3 separate regions of the Mus musculus genome follow, and regions 1 and 2 are each linked to region 3. A link is a contact called in public Hi-C and HiChIP or PLAC-seq data. All regions are on one chromosome and are shown on one strand. Each heading gives the region's core, a stretch centred on a gene start, on an enhancer-like site or on the middle of the called end of the contact. The rest is flanking DNA. Distances are from core to core; before and after follow the strand shown.

Region 1 (3,148 bases), core at 269-2,768, 1.4 Mb after region 3:
TGTTAGTGGTATAGGCTTACTACAAGTTCTGATAGCTTATAACTCTGATAAGTCTTATATATCAATTTCAATGCATTACAGTTGAAATAATGTTCTCCAGTCTCAATTTGTTTATTAATGTTCTTTTTCTTCTACTTTCAATACCAAAATTATACACATTTAAGTTACACTATGTATTTTGAAACAAATGTAGATTTTTATGCACCCTATATAATAGCCATTTGGGGATACAACACTTTAAACATTCTTCTGACACAGTTTACATGTTAATATGTTATTGCTAACTTTAGACATCATGTTGTACAGAGACCTTCAAAACTCTTCCATCCCATAACTGAAAGTTTGTACCTTTAGATGTTCTTTTTAAAATAGAATTTCTAAATTCTTCTCAAATTCCAAGAAAACAACTATAACAAATATAGAAATCCTTTAAGGTTTTGCTGTCCTTTAAAATACAAGTCAAGGATCAATTATCAAAACAAACTCATTCCATTAATCAGTTTACCAAGGTGCAAATTGTTTATCAGAACACAATGCCAGGGAGGCTGCTTTGTTTAATGACAATCCTAACAGCAAGAATCCCTGGGGCAGGAAGCAAGTAATCAAGACTCCATCTCTGACACTTTAAGATTCTGGCAACAGTCTATTCTGATGCATGGTTACAAGGAGACCTTGTGCAGAAAACAATACACTGAAATAGACTGGACTGGTTATGAAACAATAAACTTAATATAGCTCTGGACCTGAACACAAATTTGCAATTTTTGCCTTCTAGGATCAAGTTTAATGCTCTAGACTGTTTCAAACATATTTTTATTGCCTACTTTGTGCACCTGAATACTCACAACACACACACACACATTTTTAGATAAAATTTCAAAATACATGAGAGTGTCCATGGAGGTTCATGAAGCCATTAAACTCAAACTTGAACTACTAAGCACTTGATCTAGACATAATTCAGGTAGATGCTTGAATGTATTCATGTACTTACTCTGTGTTAGGAGAAATGTAAAATACAAAACAGAAAAAAGTTATAATAATGCCAGAAACATACTAGCAAGATATTACATCCATGTGGAATATTATGGGAAAGTCAGATGATTTCAGATGAAGAGTGGACTAAAGAACTGGCTGTGAACTGACGTTCCAGCAGAAACAGCAGCACGTACTCAGGAAGGACATAGAGAATGCCCAACATTGTGCTGAGGGACAGTGAGTCCACCATCTGGCCTTAAATCAGGAGCATTGAACTATGAGTTGTTCAATACAAATTGAGAAGACAGGTTCAGGCCCAATTATGGAGATAAATCCAGCCTTCCAAAACCAATTTGTTTTATTTTTTTTATTGCTGTCTCATGACTAAGAGAGTGCTCTCAGAGTTACATGATGATCAACATCTCCTCCAAGTTAGAGGTGGGGTCAGGAATGCTGGGAAGAGGTCAGGGTCACTCCAAGACTGACACAGGGAATGACAGAGAGTCCTGTTTCCCAGTCCAGCCATCTCCCAGCCAAGATACACTGCAGCCTCCCTCTTCTTTCCCAGGTTTCAAAGTCTTGCTGTGGAATGACTGGCTGGAAGCTGGAACTGCCCCATATTTTTTCCTCTCCCTGTGACAGAAAAGAAAAGAGATGAGGGCCAGTGAACTTTAAACTTCCTGATAACTATAATGTGGGAAAGTGCCATTTTTAGGTTTACATGAAGGAGCTACCTCTGAGAATGGCCTCTTGGCCTGCGAAAAACTAGAAACATCCCAGGAAGTCACTGCAATGTTGTAGTACTGTGAGAAATTGTATAAAAATAAACATTGGATTATTTCAGGCCTAGTCCCTTGAGAAAATGAGCCAGAATTACTCAGAACTACTAGCCTAATCTTGACAGAACAGAGGAAATTAACAACTGAAGCCAGATTTTTTCCCCTTCTAAAAAAACTGGAGGTGGAAACTATTTATGATATTTTGGAAAATACAAAAGTATCAGGTTAACTGTGTGATTCAAATGACCTTGAGCACAAGATGGCTGATGGTGCTGAGAAAAAGCAGAGGGGACCACCACCTGGGAAAGGTGTAAGCTGAACACCAGACTCAGGAGAGCCTGAACCACACAGTTCAAGGAGCATCAGCTCCGACCTCTGAAAACTTGAACCTCTGGAGCTTGATGGGTTTTCTTAAAGATTTGCTTAGATATTTGTTTTTCCTTGGGAGAAATAAAGATATGAAGGCAGAAAGGAAGCACACTCGGTCACTACGTCACTATGGGAACTCTCCTCAAACATGACCAAGAAAGGATTTCCTTCCTACTGACAAATAATTTCCCACTGAATCTCTGGTTTAAAGGAAATCTACTCACTGAAAAAGCCAAAATCAATCCAAGATTTAAGTCATGTTACCTAAACAATAGCTCAGAGTCCAGTGTTGAAATGATAAAAGGCAGTGTAATCTCTTTCTACAATTTAATAAATCAACACTGTATTGTTCTAATTTTGCTTTAGGGACTTAGTAGCTTCTCTATATAGGCAGACTCCTGGGCCCGTGATATCCTGGCTTTTATCTTTGTATGGGACAGAAATAATCTAGAGACACAACCTGGAGAAGAAAATGAAGACATAGTGCCCCAATTCTTTACAGCTAACTTGAACCTCAAAATCCCACATGGACTTTTATGAAGAAAGGCTTTCTACTGCTAAAAGTGGCTAAACAAACAATTTGAATCTATTACATCTACATAATCTACTAACTCAGAAAATAAAGAGAAATATGAATAAATTTTTGTGCTATAATTTGGGAAAGGATTCACTCTTCACATCTTCATTACCTATGATAGTTAAATCCTCAAGAGAGGCAATGCTAACATAGTGTTGCTCACAACTACTAGCCTAGCTGCAAGAGAGGGCATTTCTTTGAGAGGAATGTTAAGGAACAATTTAGAGTAGAAGGGGCACCATGGAAAGCCCTACACTCTCAAGCTATGTCCCAGCTATAAGAGATAGGAGAAATGATCCAGATACAAGGAGAATTAGCCATGAAAGGGCTTTAAATAGAGCATAGTGTTGAGAAGTTTTAAGCCACAGTTATCAATAGAAAATTTTACAGTAGGTAGAGTATGGAGTCCTGCTTATGCCTTTCCATCGACTGAAGGTTTCTATGG
Region 2 (3,308 bases), core at 415-2,914, 1.6 Mb after region 3:
GGTGTTCATGTTCAGTGTTAACACTGCAGTTGGTATCCAGCTCAGATATTCATCCCTATAGAAGTTATATGGATGAATGCTACTTTGGAAGTTATCTCCAGTTTTTACTTCTTGCTCTTACTAATCAACAGTTCAGCAAGGATGAGTCTATAGTCCAAGGACATTTGGATAACTATGGAGACATTTAGTTTGTCATGGTGGGAGTAGATTTGTTACTGGGACACTGCTAAATAATGAACAGGACTATGTAACACAAGAAAGTCAATTGTGTCATGTTTGAAAAAACTGTTCTAAAAGTAAATGGAGTATATAATTTTAGGGTTGCTTCTTATTTGCCAATAGTCACTTTACTGATTTGTGGTAGGGGAGCTTATTAATGAAAGCCATAACCTTATTCCTAAATAAGTAATTCTCAATTCAAGATCAAATGACAATTTCCATACAACAGCATCTCTGTAGAAACTAGAATGTTAACTTTATATTCAATTTATTTAGTGGTGTGAGAAATTAGAAAGGAAACTGGACATGCATTTAATCCCACAACCTGGGAGGCAGCAATAGGCAAATATCATCTCTGTGAGTTCAAATCCAGCTTGATCTATAGAGCAAATTCCAGAATAGCCAGAGCTGCGTAGTGAGACTCTGTCTCAAAAGAAAACAGAAAGAAAAGTAAAAGGAAAGTAAAAGGAAAGTAAAGGAATGGAGAGGAGGGGAGGGGAGGAGAGGGGAGGGGAGGGAGGAGAGGAGAGGAGAGGAGAGGAGAGGAGAGGAGAGGAGAGGAGAGGAGAGGAGAGAAGAGAAGAGGAAGAAAGAGAAAAGGAAAAAGAAAAAGAAAAATGTTAAGAAGGAGGGCAGCAAGAAGTGGCCTAGATTTCGAAGGACTGATTGGAAGAAATTCCTTTCTGAAGATGATACCCAGAAATGTCTCAGTGGGCAAGGAGCTAAGTAGCAACAGATAAAATTAGGTTCTCTGCAATAAGCATCACAGATGGTGTCAAGGTTGGTGGGACTCTTATCAGGTTGAAGTTTGCTTTCTTCAAACTATTCTCTTATAATACTTTCAATCCTCCAAAGTTTTATAAAGTACAGCCTCATGTTTGCTGAGTTTAGGAAGTTGCGGGTTCTGTAGTCAGAAATTTCACCAGAGACCATGTAGATAAAAGTGAGACGGCCAAGGGATTCAAGAAGAGGGGTCAGAACTCTATGGACACAAAGTTAGTTAAGCAGAGGGAAAGGGGACTGAAAGAAGCATCTAGAAGACCTCATAGTCAGAGGAAGGTCGTGCAAGACAGTGGGGAAGTTTCTAAACCCATCCTCTCAGAGTATGAGTGGGTCACTCTCAGGAAGGAGCAAGCCTTCCTTGGTATCCTGACACCCTCTCTGCCCTATAGCAAGCAGAAGGACAGATTTCAGAACACAGTAGCTCACAATTTGCTCTATTCCAGTCCCGTTTTACATTTAAAGGTCTGCCATGTATGTTCGTTTACCCCCTCCTAATAGGTTTGTGTGAAGCTATTTAATTGACAAGAGACACGTTTGCTAGACTCAGGCTCATCCCTAAGATCTCTTCACATGGCCTCCTTTTTTTGTCAGTCACACTTGAACCTCTCCTGACTGGTTAACATCTCAATGAAACAGCTGCCAACTGAGAATAGGAATACAGAGAAAGATGACCTCAACAACAGAAGAAAACAGGCAGCTTCAGACACTGACCAAATCAAGAAGCACTTCACCCGGGTGATAGCTTCCCCTGGCACTGTTCCAAGCTTCACTGCCGAGAACTCTGCCTCGGGGTACTTTGGCCTGTCGCCAGCCTCTGTCATGTAATGACTGCCAGTCCTTTTCCAGACTTAGAACTACTTTGTTAGAGAGCCATCATTACCCACCAAAGAATGTCTAAGGGAAAATTGAGTTGAATAAATTATTAGCAATTTTATAATAAACTTCAAGTCATCTTCCATACATTTTCTTCAAACTGCCAGACTAATTTATATATTAAACATTTAGATACTATCATCCTTCCTTGTCAACTCTCCCTGGTGGAAGATTCTTAAAAGTGGACCATTAGATTCCAGGAGAGTTTAAGCTATGAAATAGCCAGAGGCAGACTAAGCAAGAAACCTTCTCAGATGCTTGACAGCTTTATGGCTTTATGGTCTCAGAAGAAGACCTGATACTTTCAGAAACTTTCCCCACAAAAGAAAGGGATGTCAGCTGGGGAACCAACTGTGGGGGTAGTTTTACTGGTTGGGCAACAGTCCTCTAAAATACAGAAGATATTTTCAAACCCCAGATAGTAGGGCTGGACCTTATTGCTTTAGTTAATTTGCAAGTAGCGGTCACTGAGAAACTACTTGTGTGCATTTGCTCGCATTGCAAAAGCAGCACGTGGGAGGACAACTGAGCCTCAAAATACCATTGGGAGAATTGTGGTTTGGATCATAGACAGAGTTTCAAACATGACCAGCAGCTATTTTTTTTTAGTAATAATGTAGAGTAAAATTCATTTCTCCCTCCATGCCAGCTTCAAACAGAATAAGTAGAGTAACTTCAAACAAAGTTAGTATGAACTTTTCTTAAAACACCAGGGACATGAGATATGCCCCCTCAGAGTTTTCTTCACTCAAGCACATATGGCTTTTGGCCACTCTGATAGTAACATTACTGTACACATTGTTTTCATCTTCCTTATGTAGAATAGTAGAACCCAAAAATACCACTGATCTCACAAACTGTGTGCATGCAAACACACAAGTGCAGCAACACACACAAGCACTCAGCTTGTCAACAACTTCAGCAAAGCAAAATACAAATGATAATTAGAAACATGTGTCCCAGCAAAGAGGCACAGAAACGAAAAGGTCATCTCTTTCCAAATGACCTAATTAGAAGAGCCTGGAGTGCTGGCTACAGTATAATGGCTTTACACAGCTTTTAACTCAGATTTCCTGTTTTAAAACAGTGCAATTTACTGCCCCGTGCAGCAAATATGAATTGTCACTTAATGCCAACAAAATTAGGCTTCCCAACAACACCTGCCTCAAGCAATCTCCTCTTTGTTAGGCCCATCGGCAGAGGATTGCTGATTTGCTATCCCAGAATGACCATTTAGAATATAACACCAGGATGGTTGCCAAGTTGAGAACAATGATTTCATGTAGAAGAGAGCCTGCTTGGTCCTTTACATTAATGCCAATTGAAATATGCATGAATAGACCAAAGGGAAAAGCAGTTGTTCTGAATCACACTGTTAGTGAATGCTTCTTAGATTCCCTTTTCTGGTTCCCAAGCTAGGATTTTGATGCTGA
Region 3 (3,388 bases), core at 119-2,618:
TATCTTCTATCATTGTACCTACCTACTACCTATCTTTGTTTTTGGGCTTGATACCACAATATTCTTTTCATCTTATGCACAAGTCTCAGAGCAAGAAAATGATACAGCATGAGATTTTATATATGCTTAAGTTTACATTTCATATGTCTATATTTTCACTTAAAAGCTTCTACTACTTATTTTGGTTTAAAATGTAACATTGGTTCTCAAAATTTCTTGGGTTCTGAGAGTTAGATATTTTCATAAACTACAATAGGCAAAGATTAACTGAGACAATGCAAAGGCATATGATATATTAGATATTAAAGAAGTGATATGTAAGAAAGTATTCCCAATTAATGTAAGAAACCTCATTGAGGAATCAGTGAAAGTATTTTTCACTGTCAGTCAGCATTCTGAGAACATAAGTAGCTCAATAATGTAAAAATTCTCTCATGAAATACCCCACATAAGTATGGAATTCCTATGGAATATGATTTGATCAGGGTTAGAATTATTTTTCTAAGTATAAACGGACAGTCTTACGAAGGAATGTTTTTTCTTATTCTAGAAAGACTATCCAGAAGAAGGGTTTATTGGAATTTTTTAATATAGGAAAGGAAAATGCAAAATCAGTGACTACAACCCCATCAATACGATTAAAACATCCTCAGTCAGTGTTAATCGTCTGGGATGTCCTAAGAAATTCCTATCTAGACAATTAGTAGATACAGATAAGATATCATCAACATGTATTAAGAACAGAGCTGTGCATTACCACTGATGGCATCGTGTTCTTGCTGCCAGGTGGGATAAGAACGCGGAGATCTGGCTTACGATTATTCATTCCTAGATTCATAGGGGGAGGAGATTTGGCTTGTATATTCTTGTTCAGGTTACCAGGTGAGACCAGCAGGCCTGGTGAGTTCCGGGGGTTGCCGTATCCATTCCCTGTTAACACAAGAGATGACAAAACTCAGGGAGAAATCGAGGCGTGTGCATGTTTTTAAAGAACAGCTCATATGAAGATAAAAGGATACGCCTAGCTGTGAGTCATACAAATCAACACATGAAGGCTGACTGATTTAACTTCTGTGGGAAAGGCAGCTTGCCAGTTAATTGTTTCATATACCTCCAAAAGGATATTACAAACTTTTTATTTTTATAAGAAGAAAGCAAATCTTTAACTTGATCAGAAATCTGCATATCATATGTTTTTAAAATTTATTATTATTATCATCATTTGTTATTATTATTATTATTTTCTCCCCCTCCTCCACCCTCCGGAAGAGATTCAGACAGCCAGTTCAGGATCTAAGAAAAGTGCATAACTGATCCTGCACTTAATTGACGAGTTTGGCAGAGGCTGGCTGGAGTGACTCACTCTTCCAGTTCTTTGGTTTGGGTTTGATTCTGTGTGTCTGTGTGTCCTCAGATGAAGAAGGGGCAAGGCACCAAGGCTGTAATTTCTAGGGCGGGCGGGCAGGAGGAGGAAAAACTGCACGTACATTTTGCTCTTCAGTCTTCTCCACTCTAAGTGAATACTCTCTCTCCATGGCCTTTCTTACTTCAAGTTTACTCTCCTCACCAAGTTCAGCACATGGCCTGAAGCCTTGCACACTTCCTGCTCCTGAGAATCTTCAAAAGTGGCAGTCCTCAGGCACTGAAACCATGGTGCCTCCAGGCAAGTGCTGACTCATTCAGACACAGGGAGAGTTCACTAATCGCTAAGAATTAAGGCTCTTCCAGAATCTGATATTTAGCCTCCTACTAACAAAGTAGGTATTTGAAAGCCTCTGTTTTCCACTTTTAAAACGCACTACCCTCACTGATAGGAGCAGCTGAGGCGTTGGTTGGAAAGGCATCTTGAAGTGGAGTAGGAGCCAACCTGGGAAGCTATCTGTTGGTTTCCTGAGGGATAATAGGAGAAACCCACTGCTGGATTCAATAATGCTTCCTAGAAAACTAGCCAGTCGTCTTCCAAGTACCATTAAAGGAGATGGTTAATTTTATTGTTATATTCATTATTACCATCATTATAAAACACAACTATCTATTACTCTTAGAAGAAGGAGACCATGTGCTTCTCAGCAGGAAGGCAAAGGCAGCCTTGGAGGGCTCTGAGATTTCTTTGCAGTTAAGCAATGCACACTTATGGAACATGTACAAACAAAAAAAAAAAAACCAAGGGCAAAACGGTTGTAGAATAATATAGATTATATGTTATTCAATATCTATGGGAGAAGAGATTACCTAATGCAAGTTTAGGAAGAGGTAGGAACTAATGTGTATTTCAACAAATGAGAAGAAGAGGTAAGTTAGGCAGCTGACTTCGGTAACTGGGTAAGAGGCAGGCTGAGGGAGGATTTTACCCAGCATCTTTAAGAAAACTGGGAGGGATCTGCTTACAAAGGAGCCAGTGAAAACAGGGTTCTCTTCGTAGGTGCTCTTTGGAGAAGATGGTCAGTGGGGACTTCCAATTTTATGATGATATGTTAGAAGTAGAGACTACCCAGTTTCAGAACAGTGATAGAAACTGGTCCCTGAATGGTTAGACATCTGCAACACTGGAAAGGGTGGTCTTGGAAAAGCCTATGTGTATGGATCTTTCTTGAGTCTATGGCAATAGCTTCAGAAAGAAAACAAGGAGTTGGGAGGGGAACGCACAAGCATGTTTCAAAGAGATACTTACAGAAATGTTTTGCTATGCCAATACTAATTGTATGAAGTCATGGTTTCATTATGACATGCTCGCACACTTACACAATGCACTTCAATATATTCACCTTCTCTTGTTCCTTCTACCCCACGTTGGCTCCTTTCTTCCCAAACTGTCCCACTGGGGACTCTCTGAATTAAAATATATTTGGGTCATGTGGTCCAAAACACACTTATTCTTCATATCCAATTCATTTACCTGCTTTGTTTCATGAATAAATGAATAGGCTGAATATATAAAAACTCGCAAGGTTCAATCTTGCAACTGGATCATGGTAAAAATTAACAAGTATCTTGAGGCAAAATGAAAATAAAACAAATGAAACATCCCCAAAACAAGTGCCAACTACAAAGTCGTTGTTTAAGAAATTTGCACCGAATTTGAATACAAATTAGTCTTCTATAATAAAACATCAAGAAAAGTTGCTAAATTATAGCTAGGAAAATATGTCAAACCCCAAATTATCTGTTACAGTTAATTTGGACAGTGTTTGATGGTAAAAGTTCTTACTTGAAACAATACATTTACCCTTTCTCACTAAAAGAAATATAAACAAATCGTACTCTGTAAGAAAGATAATGGGTGAGTTAGGCTGCACAGAGGAGTTCTGTGTTTAATGGGTCTCCTTGGAACGTTATTTTGTGTTAGGGCCTTTAACAGAATTGTAGAGTCCCTACACGAAAAGGAAAG

What was found. HiChIP or PLAC-seq counts read pairs in DNA pulled down with a chosen protein or histone mark. Hi-C and Micro-C count contacts between places; a contact is called where the count stands out from the background.
Region 1: a CTCF HiChIP or PLAC-seq map of large pre-B cells shows a contact between it and region 3, with 14 times the contacts expected there. The contact joins two enhancer-like sites. A contact is called at or near these places in 1 of 15 datasets of contacts at CTCF or cohesin (large pre-B cells), 2 of 484 Hi-C or Micro-C datasets (adipose-derived mesenchymal stem cells and ventricular fibroblasts) and 2 of 115 datasets of contacts at active chromatin or transcription factors (fibro-adipogenic progenitors and large pre-B cells).
Region 2: a Hi-C map of adipose-derived mesenchymal stem cells shows a contact between it and region 3, with 3 times the contacts expected there. The contact joins two enhancer-like sites. A contact is called at or near these places in 8 of 39 promoter capture datasets (the C10 cell line, cranial neural crest, frontonasal cranial neural crest and 4 more), 2 of 15 datasets of contacts at CTCF or cohesin (large pre-B cells and pro-B cells), 14 of 484 Hi-C or Micro-C datasets (adipose-derived mesenchymal stem cells, cardiomyocytes, cerebral cortex and 9 more), 2 of 115 datasets of contacts at active chromatin or transcription factors (embryonic forebrain and large pre-B cells) and 1 of 9 other capture datasets (embryonic stem cells).

The regions. Positions count from the first base shown.
Region 1 is chr13:82,257,206-82,260,353 of GRCm38.p6, reverse strand. No RefSeq gene overlaps it. Among named protein-coding and RNA genes, the nearest start is that of Gm24295, 210 kb to the right of the region's middle. Within about 2 kb of position 1,518, at least 11 of the 459 cell types and tissues checked have an H3K27ac peak or open chromatin away from gene starts, as enhancers often do.
Region 2 is chr13:82,058,112-82,061,419 of GRCm38.p6, reverse strand. No RefSeq gene overlaps it. Among named protein-coding and RNA genes, the nearest start is that of Gm24295, 9.0 kb to the right of the region's middle. Within about 2 kb of position 1,664, at least 39 of the 459 cell types and tissues checked have an H3K27ac peak or open chromatin away from gene starts, as enhancers often do. A contact at or near this core is called in adipose-derived mesenchymal stem cells and uterus, where this site is marked.
Region 3 is chr13:83,650,356-83,653,743 of GRCm38.p6, reverse strand. It overlaps Mef2c (myocyte enhancer factor 2C), which reads right to left. Exons shown (of 11, transcript NM_001347575.1): 7 at 758-930. It overlaps Gm52044 (a long non-coding RNA gene), which reads left to right. Exons shown (of 3, transcript XR_003950630.1): 3 at 1-3,388. Among named protein-coding and RNA genes, the nearest start is that of Gm52044, 10 kb to the left of the region's middle. Within about 2 kb of position 1,368, at least 46 of the 459 cell types and tissues checked have an H3K27ac peak or open chromatin away from gene starts, as enhancers often do. A contact at or near this core is called in adipose-derived mesenchymal stem cells and uterus, where this site is marked.